Regions from separate parts of the Hordeum vulgare genome. Here region 2 is linked to region 1. A link is a contact called in public Hi-C data. All regions are on one chromosome and are shown on one strand. The core of a region is the stretch at or near the end of the contact, and the rest is flanking DNA. Distances in the headings are between cores, read along the strand shown. Region 1 holds the start of LOC123447385 (outer envelope protein 64, chloroplastic). Region 2 holds the start of LOC123447396.

What was found. A called contact is a pair of places that touch in the nucleus more often than the background predicts.
Region 2: a Hi-C map of seedling shows a contact between it and region 1, with 2.6 times the contacts expected there. The contact joins the promoter of LOC123447396 here to the promoter of LOC123447385 in region 1. A contact is called at or near these places in 2 of 6 Hi-C or Micro-C datasets (leaf and seedling) and 1 of 1 datasets of contacts at active chromatin or transcription factors (embryo).

Annotation. Positions count from the first base shown.
Region 1 is chr4H:15,063,588-15,070,180 of MorexV3_pseudomolecules_assembly, reverse strand. It overlaps LOC123447385 (outer envelope protein 64, chloroplastic), which reads right to left and starts at 3,808. Exons shown (of 13, transcript XM_045123982.1): 1 at 3,421-3,808; 2 at 572-724; 3 at 300-424. The coding sequence starts at 3,626.
Region 2 is chr4H:15,651,871-15,658,463 of MorexV3_pseudomolecules_assembly, reverse strand. LOC123447396 reads right to left here and starts at 4,267. Exons shown (of 14, transcript XM_045123992.1): 1 at 3,848-4,267; 2 at 3,112-3,202; 3 at 2,935-3,019; 4 at 2,730-2,814; 5 at 1,123-1,192. The coding sequence starts at 3,981.

The DNA.
Region 1 (6,593 bases), core at 2,559-5,058:
TACAGTATCTGTTAATAAAGAGAGAACTCAGTTTAATGATAGGTATGGATTCACATCTCACCACATGAAAACAATCTTGAACACTGGCGAGTGGCGAGCAATTACCACAAATAAAAAACAAAATACTTCAAACACTGGTAAATGAGACAGCAAGTATCATAAAAACGGTCCCTAGGTTATCGCTACTTTTGATATTAAAGATCTGTCATCAAAAGGATAATGAAGCGCCAGCAGAAAATAATAATGTTAATAAACTTCAAATTTTGCTTAAATAAGAGTGCATACAAATAGCAACTCACCCAAGGCGAAATCTACCATGCCACCAGCAACAGCGACAGCTGATCCACTTGAGCATCCTCCAGGTACTCGATCGGAAGCTGCAGGATTTGTTGGTGTACCAAAATGTTTATTCTCGCCATGGATACTGGACAAGCAATGTACATTCAGTCAGCACGCACACAAGAGAAAACTATTACGCAAATCTAAGGAGTGTATAAGGAAATAAAGAAAAAAAAATATAAGCCTTAATAAAATTCCGCAAAGCTATGTCCAGAAAGCAAAATGAAAATACCTATATGCCATCTCATCAATAACAGTTTTCCCAACACAAATAGCACCACCGTCTACAAGAGTTGAAACCACTAGAGATGTTTGTGTTGCTTCATCGTGTGTCTTCGCCCATTCTAGGCTGCCGAAACTTGTTATATAGCCACTGACATGGAATCTGCAATCATCGAAGCAAGTGTATCATACAAGTGATCAAGGACAAGTAATACCTGCAGAAAGGACTGTAACCATGTAGATGAACTGGTCTGCCACGTTCCAGTAAGCACAACAACATTTTTGGGACAGTCGAGTGTACATTGAAGAATAGAAGCAACAGACAAAACAAACAACGGAAATATACATGGTGCCATGGGTGCTATTGAGCACCAAATAATATGCCACAAACATTTATTGGATGCTTATTCATGCAAGACATTCAAGACATGGCTGTAAAGTAGCAACCATCTATTTGGAATTTTGGATAAACAGACTACACCCAAAAAGGTGCCAGTAGGATTGCATGGGATAGCATTTCCTCAATGAGCACCAAAATAGTACTACCTCCAATCCAAAATGTAGGTGTTTTTAGCATTTACTTTTTCACCAGTCAAACATTTGTAAGTTTGACTACTATCAGAAAAGATTTACTAGCATATTATGATTGCATATATCAATATAAGGATTTGTGATTGTTAACCGGGCCTGCCGCCCGGTAAGATTTACTGGTATGTTAAACTAAACATCAAATTGATATTACAAGATCTATCATGAAATATACTTTATAATGTACTATAATTACTTTCATACGAGGCAACATATTCATTGAAGTACTGGCTTGAAGACTTTCAATGTCCTAAAGGACATATTTTTGGATCAGGGAAGTATGCCACAAGCATATATTGATGCTTATTTATATAATACATTCAAGGATGGCTGCGAGGTACCAACCATCTATTCGGAATTTTGGATAAACAGCTTCCACCCGTGGCGACAGGGTTGCAGGGAAATAGCTTTTCCTCTAGGAAACACATATAGCCCATGACAAAATATCCAGAGAATACCTCAAGTACTAAAGTTCATTTTGGGCAACATTTAAAAGATAGGTGTTAGTTTTTTAGAATTGCTATAGCGCTATAGCAATTAACAAATACATCTACCTTTTAAAAGTTTAATTGTACATATTACAGTTACTGAAAGCTGATCCTATTTGCAATTATGCGGATTTTACTTTAGAGATATATAATTGTGGTTGATTTTTGCCCACAAATAGGGCCAATAACTACTTCAGGCAAAGGAGTCAGCGGACCATAAAGAGTAGAATATGAAAAGCTAGGACCATTTTAAACAGAACAAAGAAGGTCAGCATTTTAGGCTTTGAGTTGGTCCAGGTGAGAAAATGTTCTGAAAACTATGAAACTATGGTGTTATCAACATAATCAATCCATATGTTTGTTGAAGAACTTAATAATTAAGTCTCCGTTCATTTTATCAAACAGGGCACAAGCATGTGTGCCGCAATGATTTCACAACAGCATCACCAAACTGAATTTTAAGTTTTAAAACACAAGTCATGAGTCACCCCACAAGCCCTCACCATTGGGAAACAAAACCACGCACAGTTACAGCCTTAGATTTTAAAAACGAAAACGCCTTTAGTTGATTAAGGAAGTTCAAGAAAATTGTTTAGAATCTGGAAATCTGTTGATGTTCAAGTATCACCAATGTCAGAAAACAGAAATGTCGCTTCAAATGTCACTTCATGGTAGAGTCATTGACATGCCAGTAAACAAATTCAAAGCAAAATGTGATTTAAAGACTAAGAACAAATACCAAACCATCTCCACTAGTTCTTTTTTTTCCTGAGTAGCACCCCAAATTTGTTTGAGGATTTAAATCTGGCAGATAAGAAATTACGAGTATCTAACAGGGTGTTAAGTATGTTTCTACAAGAGGCTGCTTATGGAAAAGAGAGAGTGGAAGGTCAGGATGCAACTGAGCATGTTAGCATCAACAGATGACTGCCGCAAGTCCCAATGCTTGCCACATTAGCAACTCTTCAACGGATAACGGGGAAGATTGTTTCAACAATCACCAACGAGCACATAAACCAATATGTTCGGTGGAGGAAACTGAAGGGGTGAAGTTCACCCCCTACCAAAAATGTGCTTCTGAAACCAGCAGTAGATGCCTAAATTAGTCTGTCCTATAAATAGTTTGTGATCTTCCCTCAACCTCAATCTTAACTCCCAAAATTCGCTCTAGCAACTCATAATTGGCATGGCAAACCTAACAAGATAAATTTCATGAAGAAAAGGTACTATGACTCATTATTATTATGTCAGATATTGTATTGTCTATGGATTCTAGCGCCTTGTAGTATAATAAACCACACCACGAGCCAGGATGCATGCTGAAACTACTGAGCTGCCTAGTTCTAGCGTAGTAGATTGTTGGGTAACTGTGATAGATAATACCATAACTGTTGTATCTAATACTACCAACATTCATGTGCTCTTGCAGGGCACTGTTTTCCTTTTTGGCGTCGGCCATTAAAAAGTTGGAAAGTCATCCACGAAGCTGTCCCATGCGAGGCAGAGGCATTAGAGTCATTCAAACGGCAAAGAAACAATTCAGCACATACAATGCATCAATGGTTCCATGCTGAGCAAATCCCATCACCACGACCGACTGGTAACCAGCAGCACAAATCCAATCCCCGTAAACAACAATACCGAATTAACGCTGGCGTGGCGCGATCGAATCATCACCCAAGCTATGCTAAACAAGTCGCCCCCTGCCTAACCCAATCCGGGCTAGAACCTGTCGCCGGCCAAACACGAAGGGGGGAGGGAGGGAGGGGGGGCGAGAGCTTACGCGTCGGCGATGGCGAAGCAGAGGTCGGTGAGGGGGTGGCGTGCCTGGGGCGGCGGGGGCTGGGGAGGCGGCAGGAGCTCGAGGCGCGACACGAAGGCGCCGTGGTCCGGGCGGGCCGGCCGCTTGAGCCGCTTCGCCGCCAGGAGGACGCCGGCGATGCCGAGGCCCAGCAGCACCCAGAGGTTGGCGGCCGTCGAGGACGCCATGCGCCTGTGTAGCGGGCCGTACGCTCCGAGCGGGCGGGGGAGAATTCGAGGGCTAGGGTTTTTAGGGGGCGGGGGCGGGGGCGGGGGTTTTGAGGCGAGGGCGGTGGGGAGGAGGAAGACGGCGAGAGGCCCGGAAGGAGAAGGCGGCTGCGTGGTGGATGGATAACAAGCGCCGTGGGGGTCCCGTGGGCGCTGTTGGCTTCGCGGAGGAGCTATATACCACGGGCGACACCAAAGCTGAAATTCCTTCCAACAGAGGAACATCTCTTGTCTACCGAAAGGAAAACCTAGGTGATGGGAGTTTTCCGGTGAATTTTGAAAACCTGGTTTGCTTGCTTTTTCGCTTGAATTTCAAAGGGAACATTTTAGTTTCTTCATAAGCCTTTTTTACGGGAAGAACTTTTGATCTATTCATCGGCACCGGAGGTAGCGTAACTTACCATCTAGCAGCGACTACAATTATTGAAAAATCACGCACTCTAAGACCTCTTTCAACGCAAATGTGCTTAGATGAGGTGCTACGTGTATTCAATGTCTTAGATGAGTTGTGCCTATTTGGCAGACTTAGCACTCGTACTCCCTTCGTTTTTGTCTACTCTGCATATTAGAGTTGACTACAGTCAAATTAAATAAAGTTTGACTAAGTTTATAAAAAAAAATACTTACCGTAACAAATTCATATAATGTGAAAGTAAATTCAATAATGTATCTAATGGTATTGATTTGTTATTGTATATGTTAATATATGTGTCTATAAACTTTGTCAATGTTTATAAAGCTTGACTTTGACCAAAGCTAATGCGTCGAGTAAGTAAAAACGAAGAGAGTACATGATGAAGCATTGGGAGAAGCCTAAATGGTTCTAATCCGATAAAGTAAATACACTTTATCTTTTAAAAGCACTTGTATTGCTCATTTGTGTTGAAGTCAAAACTCTGTGAGCCATTTGATGGCAAATTATGGCAAGGGCGCAAGGCTCAAGGTCACATTGCCATTTGGTTAGGGTTAGCACCCGCTAAGGCCATCACACTTTGCCAAACTAAATGTAACCTTGCTATGTACTCTAAAAATATGTAACCTTTCTAACTGGGCAATACAAGTATTTTTTGGAAAAAAAGTATATGGGATGCCTTTACAATGCAAGAAGTAGCGGAGCTAGAGATGTGTTTGGTTGCCTCCACTAGGCCCAACCAGGCCCGCGCGGAATGAATATGGGCTGTTTGGTAGCATGCATTCACTGTTTGACCCGCATAGCACGAACCTCAAAGCACCTCTCAGCCAGGCCCGCTGGGAACGGTCGAATCGGCTGTTTTTTGCGAGCTAGGCTTGAGCGATGCAGGGGAGGGGAACGCCACACCGGCCACACAGGGGAGGGTGATGGCGAGAGCGATGGCGCATCTTCGAAAAAGCAGCGCGACGAATTTGAGTCACCGCCCGCCGATTCGGTCACCCTATATATCGAGGGTGACCGCGGCGGCAAAACTCCCTCCACCATTTCCCCCCTCTCGAGCTTTCCTCCGACGCGGATCCGTTTCCATGATGAGGTAAGCGGTGCAACAACTCCGACGACCGGTGACTGCGGCGGTGGGTCCTCCTCCTCCTCTCCAACGTGCCAGGCGCCTCCTCCCCGGTCGTTCCGATGGCATGTGTAAGTTCAATCATCACCTCCTCTCTTTACTAGTTCTAGCTAGATCTTTCCATATGGTAGGGTTAGGCCGTCTGATCTGTTTGACTGTGATGTTCTAGCAGCTAGTTGTGATGGATTTGGAGCATGCTGGGGGTTGTTTCCATGTGGGCAAGTGTTGGTAGCTAGTAGTCATGGATGTTTTGCTGGTAGCGTGCAAGTGTTGGACAAGATCATGACGCTTACATTTGTAGGATATGACCACACAAATGCAAGAGATTAGTCAGGCCCTCGTGCTGCCCGAGAGCCAATTTTCGTCATCCTGTGTCGAGGACTCCCGGCCTCCTATGGAACAAATGCCTCTTGATTCAGAGGTTTTCGAGGTGCCGCCTACGGTTCGTTCATTTGTGCTAGTTGAGCCCAATGTTGTTGCTCACTTATGACCCACAAGTGTAGGGGGTCTATCGTAGTCCTTTCGATAAGTAAGAGTGTCGAACCCAACGAGTAGCAGAAGGAAATGACAAGTGGTTTTCAGCAAGGTATTCTCTGCACGCACTGAAATTATCGGTAACAGATAGTTGTGCGATAAGATAATTCATAACGGGTAGCAAGTAACAATAGTAATGTTAGAGCATATATCTCCATACGTGGTTTTGGTAATTGATGACAATTCCTATGGACTAATGGTTGCCTTAAGTTATATTTATAGGATTTGTCCATAGGCACTTCTTGAAGTCCATCTGTTGGGTTCAAGGAGTTTATATGATGACCAAGGTGGTATTCAAGGTATTATCCAAAGAATGGTCATAGAGACACAAGGTTGATCAAGATCTCAGACAAAGAGTAAATCAAGATGATCAACACACAAAGCGTACAAGATGTACCGAGAGGGATCAAGTGATCCCATGGTATGGTAAGCATTGTCCATTACGTGTTTGTGTACTAACCCATGGTCTTCGTGAGAGTTCTATGTGGGGGTTAGGTGTGTTTCCATGGCTTGCGTCAAAGAGAAGATCTCATACAACCCATGAAGTATGACGTCAAGTTGTGATTGTCATCAAGATTGCGATGTGCAAGTTCAAGTGGATCAGCACGAAGATATCATGCTTGAAGCTTGCCGTCCATTTGGTGGCAATGGACTTGTGAAGATATGTTGAAGAGTGGCTCACCCATAGTGAGTATGGGGGAGCAATCAACTAGTCTTCATCAAGCCAACGCAATCAAGAAAGGTGGTCCATCTTGAGGAAGTCAAGATCATCATCATCTAGCTCAAGAGGACGAGGTGCAAGGTATAGGTTTGCCCTTGATAGGTTTTCTGGTTAGGATAGATTGTTGTACTATCA
Region 2 (6,593 bases), core at 3,018-5,517, 590 kb before region 1:
AACACACCACTGGCCAACACAAGCGCGGTGCCCTTCTCCAAATCTGGGTGTAATCACTAGCTCAGAGAAAGGCACCGCTGTCCAGGCACGGCAAGCTGGCTGCATGACATCAAGATGACAACAACGACCCTCCCCCACCCCCACCCCTGCTCGAGCAGAAGCAAAATCCAAAATAAGGGTGTGCTGGCTCTGGTCTAAGATCCAAGGTAGGGCTGGGCCTGCTCCTCCCTACCTACCTCTGCTCAGGCTCACTCTCTTCTACCATGTAGGAAGAGTAGGCTGAAGATGATAACTCGCGTGTGGCCCCTCCATCACCAATTTAGTTAACTGTTTTGTTGGCTGTTCTGCAGTTTAATCTTCAAAGTGATAGTTGAACCTTTGGGGGTTGATATCTCTCAGTTGGATTTTCGAAATATTTTAGAATGGAAATTAGTGGCTAAAGTTTAGGACAGTGCCAATGCCCAAAAAAATATGATCCTCCCAACTAAAGAAATTATGATTACCAGATAAATAGGGTAGAAAAATGTGTGTTCTGGAAAGCTATCAATGTGTGAACCAACAACTGAAAGAACAGGGTGCTAGTATGTTCATATAATTTGACAAATCTGCAACTAGAGCATCAATGTCAAAGAGAATGAAATGATCCAACCATACATTTGGTGAATTAGTCCTGAGGTTTGCTCTGTTATAACAGTTAACTGATATATTTCTGCAATGCATTATTTTATGGTGAGTTGATACAAGATATATCAACAGCTGGGCCAAGCTTGTGTTTTGTGCTACACAGAATAATTTAAATCTCTGTACAATCTGAAATGGGCTGTATAATGTATTCAATCTAGTAATTACTTTGTAGCACATCATTACATTTTTATTTACAATATTTTACAAACAGAAATAGAAAGTTACCAACAAGACAAAAGGTTGGCTATCTGTTGCATGACTTTCGGTTCAATAATTGAGTGGCATCCATATCTAAATATTTCTTTAGCACTATTTTTCCTTGTGAACAGAAGGAGATGTTGTAAAAAAATATATGTTTACTTCAGGGAAGAAAATTTTGAACAGTGATTAATTTTAAGAAGGTTCCATTTTCAGATCTACTAGTACAAGAAAACTTACAGGAAGCGTCTCCCAAATAGCTTCGTCGCTCATGCTTTCTTCATCCCCTGGCATTAAAGCTTTACACATTCTGAACAACAGAAAACGCACAAAAAGAAACATATACAAGTTAAGATCCATAGTTACTGCAATCATAATTATTGTCATAAATAACTATGTTGTTTTTGTTACTATACAATTCCATCCAGGGGGTCTTTTAAAAGATAAGGTTCAAAGTTGCATAATTGAAGCAGCTAAGAAGGATTGAAACAACAATAGTTTGAAGAATTGGATGCAAATTTGCTTAATGATGGTTACAACTACAACTCATAACTTCAGGGTGAATAACATCATCTTATTGGTGTGTATAAATGGAATAAAAAATTGAATAGAGCTAGATACTATAGTACGTTTACATTGGAATAGAGCTGTACTTTATACAACTCTAAATGCTTATTTTTACATACTAGCATCAACCAGATGTATCCGATTAATCTGCACCATTGCAATCTATACCCACCAAAAGTGAACGATTTAGATCTCCATTTTCTTTAAACAGTGCAGGAATTTCAAGTCTCCTGGAGCAAACATGGAAGCTATCTAATCTAACACAACTCTAAACTCAGAATCAGTGTCGTTGCCATTTTCAATGCTTAACTAAAATTCAATGTATTGATACTTTTTCCCACACACCAATTTGGGAACGGAGACGACTATTTTACTCAGAGAACTTTGTTCTGGATGAAGATAATGCATAAAAAGGCGTACAATGAGAATGGAGAGGCAAGAAAAGTGGACAGACAATTAGAATTCCTTCATATTGTTCTAAACTAGTGGTCCCATTAAAGGTTTGGCCAATTATTACTATAGACAGTAGGCAACAATGAGCACTTGAGTTTTTTTTCGGGTGAACACTGAAGGTGAATGCGGATTCCACACCTGGGTGCATCTGCATCATTTCGAAACTGCACTTTTTACATTCCAAACATACATGTACAACATGCTATGACATGTACACTTGCAAAAACATTATGAAAGTATGATCATTTGTAAATTGCACCACAGATGTGTACATATAGTTGCTCGATTTGAAACGTTCTCGTCTTATTTGGACAGTAGACATGTAGCTATGTTTTTGCACGAAATTTTGCAAATGCATATGTAGTACAAGTGTGGGGTTTTTTTCAGTGCTGCAGAGTATTTTTAATAAACCGCAACTGCACCCATGTGTATGAAGCCAATTCCCTACTGAAGCTGCCTTGGTTGAATGGCTCTTGTGTGAGTGGGGATTGTGCGAAAATTGATCTAACAAATGTGGGCAGATTATTCGTCTAGAATTCCAGATATAAACTGAGCAAGGTAGAAAGTTACAAGAATAATGAGCTGGAAGCACTAACATATATCATTATCATGACAGCTTTCACCTGTGCTGGTTACCTAGTCAGGAGAAGAATCTACAATCTAACAGGATAAACTAGAATAATTTCAGACAAACTTTTTTAAGATAATGTAAGCAAGCAAACGGGCAAACCCAGTTAAATCCATGCCTGACATTGCATCTAAATATGTGTAAAAAAGGAAAGTACGTTGCTACTATGTAGGCAACAAAAAAGGAGAAAATATCTTACCTAAAATTGTCAACAAGAATAATCACTTCAAATGTCAGCAGAGGAAGGAACACGATCTTCATATCAACAGCTGGATGATTCTTAACTGTGGAAGAACAAAGGAAAGACAAGGTGGGGTCAGAAAATAGAGCAGGGACAACAATAACACCAAACCATAAGATATGATTTGACAAAGGTTCATTCATCTAGCAACTTGAGAATGTACCTCTTAAACTTTCAAGATAGATGCAAAGAAGCAGCTCGAAGGCGATTAGCAATGGCGCTGCAACAACCGAATGACAAGGAGCCCACTACACGCAGGGCACAGGCTTATCAGATCCAATGCACGGCAAAACAAACAACACAAAAATAACTGGCCAAATCGGTACTAAATAAATCTTACATGACGCCCATGAGGCAATGAAGGGGCTGGCATTGAAAACCTTCCACGGGCGGCGACGCCATGAAATAGCCACAGCGGGATGAATATAACCCTGGGCAATCGAAATAAGAAGGCAATTAAACAATTGATATTAACTTTGTCACTGCACAGTACAGTTGTGTTGCCTTGATTAGCTATGTACAGTACAGCTGGGTTGCCTTGATTAGCGATGTACAGAACAGCTGGGTTGCCTTGATTACATTCTATCTATCTATTGATAAGAGCTCCAGACTTGCTAGAAACACATGGCCATTGTGAATTAGCAAGATCTCAAAGCTACGGAACCCAGCAGGAAAGCCACAATCAGAGGCGCACCGGGTAGCATGAGCGGAGTTCCAGCCTGAAACACGGGCGGGCACAACCTAAAACCAAATTGCCCGTCTCACTGAACTGCCACCAACCCATCCGTAACCAGAGTAATAATAGTACTACTAATTCGCCGAGAACAGATCAGTGCGCCGCCCGGATCGAGCGGGCACACGGGAACTCGCCCCGCGGAGCGAATCCGAGGAATCCGCGGAGCGAAACCCTCCGGAGTGCACACCGCATCTGCATCCCCCCCGCGGGAACGGAGTAGCTGCAGCTCGCCCCCGCAAACAGCCGCACCAACCGAATCAGATCGACGCGGCGGGGGGAGCCGGGGGCGGGCGGGGAGGGAGGGAGGGGTAGCTGGCCGGCTAGGGTTTACGGGGCGTACCACCAGGAGGAGTCGGTGCGGCCGTCGACCCGGAGCGCGAGGAGGAGCGTGAAGCAGAAGAGCGCGGCGTGCGCCGCCGCCGCCTGCGCCGTCTTCCCCACCCCCGCCCACGTCTGCGCCCGCCGCCGCTGCATCCCTCCCTCTCCCCACCCAAGCCCCCCACTCCTCTCCTCCTCCCTCTCCTCTCAGCTCCGCCCGTGCCGGCGCCCGTGGTGGGTTGTCAGGGTGTGGGGAGTAATGGGGGATAAAGGGAACGACACGGACTCACGGAGGAGGAGGAGGAGGGAGGGGAGGGTTTCTCTCCTTGTTTACTCTTTGGCGCTGGACTATGATTGCTGATTAACAAACAGACAGACAGAACAGGGGTGGTGGTGCGATCCTCCCTCCCTTTCCCTTTGTCTGCGCCTCCGGTGTTATCTCGGCAAGTTTTCCGGTGGTATATCGGGGAGGACGGAACGGATTGGGTTGGGCCGGGTCGGATCGGATAGGGCGGGCGCGCCCGCCCGTCGCTCGGGGAAGCCGACGAGCTGGATATTTTTCTTCTTTATCCACCGTAGATTCCTACCATTTGTTTAATCTTCCATTCGCTCGTTGGTGGCTCCGCCCGCCCGCCCGGCCGCACCTCCCGTCAGCGTCGCGTGCACGGCACGCCCGCTCCGTCCACCGTCACTCACGCGCGGCGCAGCACAGCACGCACGCATGACGCCCTCCCGGCGCCGGCGACCGGCGGACGGGGCGACGGCGGCGGTGGCGCGTTATGGTTCTGGGACGGACGGCGACGGGCCAGGTGACGACCAATCATGCGTCGGGCTAGCCATGATGCAGTCGGCTGCTGCTGTCTTCAGATGGATTGGGGATAACCAACCGCCGGAAAAGGCGCGTCTCGGATTAGGAAATTTATTACTCCTAGTCCTTGATGAAATGCTTCCATCGTGACGTCGACCATCCTTGCGTGCCCAACCCATCCTACCCCGGAGTTCCTGTACGTACTAGTACCTCGTCTCGTCGGTTCGAGCACGGATTACACTTGCGGTGGTCCCGCTAGAGTAGTGTTTTCGACATCTGAAACACTTGAATGAGTTGCACAAACACAGATCATTATTGTTAGGATTTAAACTAATTATGTTAATTAGGGAATAATCCTCACTTGTACAGAAACGCTTCGTGCGGTTCCTAGTCAACCGACGCGGCGGTTTTCCCACGACCCCCACGAGCGGACGCATCCGTTCGTGACGACGGTTCCATGTGTATTTAATCTTCACAGATCATCAATAAAAGAGACAGTTCATTCAAAACACGTTATCAACCCGTAACTCTACCGAGAGCAGAGAAAAGGCAAAACAACTCCTGCGAGAGTCGCCGAGACAAAGAAGACAGAAGGGAGGAAAGGAGAAGGTAAGAGGATGCCTCGTGGTCTCCTATCCTTCTTCCTGCACATCGTTCGTGACGGCGGTCGACGTCGACAAAGCCGTCGCCGTCGCCATGATGTTGATGGACTTCGCCGCCACAACCGCCACGCCCGCGATCTCCGCCGGTTCGGTGACCATCGGAACGGTTTCCGCCGCCGTGCACCACGTCTTAGGCATGGCGCCCGTGGTCGTCACGGTGCTGGGCCTTCCGGTGCTTCGCGTGAACCGGCGCCGCTCCCGGCATGGATCCTTGCCGGACCGGCTGCTCCGATGAAATGGTCCTTAGGAAATTTATTACTAGTCCTTGATGAAATGCTTCGATCGTGACGTCGGAGTACCTGTATACCGCGTCTCGTCGGTTCGAGCACGGATTACACTTGCGGTGGCCCCGCTAGAGTAGTGTTTTCGACATCTGAAACACTTGAATGAATCGCACAAGCACAGATCATTATTATTGTACGGCGGCCGGGTGCGCAGTACTGTGGTAGGTACAGTACAGTACGTTGAGTGCTGGATCGAGGGTTGTAAGAAGGTGCTTGGATCCATAGGACTAAAACTAGTCTGACTAAAAATAGTCTCTTTGAGAGGTTAAAGTTTCAATCACCCCTGACTAAAGTGGGACTAAAACTAGTCTAGAGACTAAAATCTTTTAGTCACATGAACCCCTACTAAAATATGCATTAGTCATCTCTCTCCTCATTTAACTCATCATGCAAGTTCTGGATTGGAGGGTTTGGAGGATAATAAATGCTCATTAACTTGATTTTAGTCTCTTTAGTACTTGGATCCAAGCATGGGTGAGGCTAGCAAGTTTTAGTCTCACTACTTTTAGTCATGAGACTAAAACGTATCCAAGCACCCTCTAAGATGCCGCCCGTGGAGCCCTTTGGCGTGTCTACCAAGTGCATGCATCTTTTTTTATAATGGTTTTGCAACAACGGTGGCACTCAATAGCAGACGTTTTATACTAGGAGGAGTAGCGTCGGAATCTTAAACTCGAAATTATGGGGATAGTGATAGTGATAGCAAGCCTACATCATAAGCTTATCGCGAGATCTTTCACTAGGTTACTTAAGCAGTTGTCGCACTATCTTTTAATGACCAGTACTGGATAATTACTTGTGCGTTGCGGCAAAGTCGTACTATGTTGGGTCTGACGATATGTTAACAATTCAGATTAGACAGAAGGGCATGTATCAGGGCGGCATGGCCTCACGTAGCCGTTGTCTTTTTTTCCAAACAAAAGCTTAGGGTTACGCTGCCTTTCATCGACGCCGTGGTCCGTCCTTTTTTGTTTCCGATGGCCTTAGGAGTATGTGGTGTTCTTAGCCCTTGAG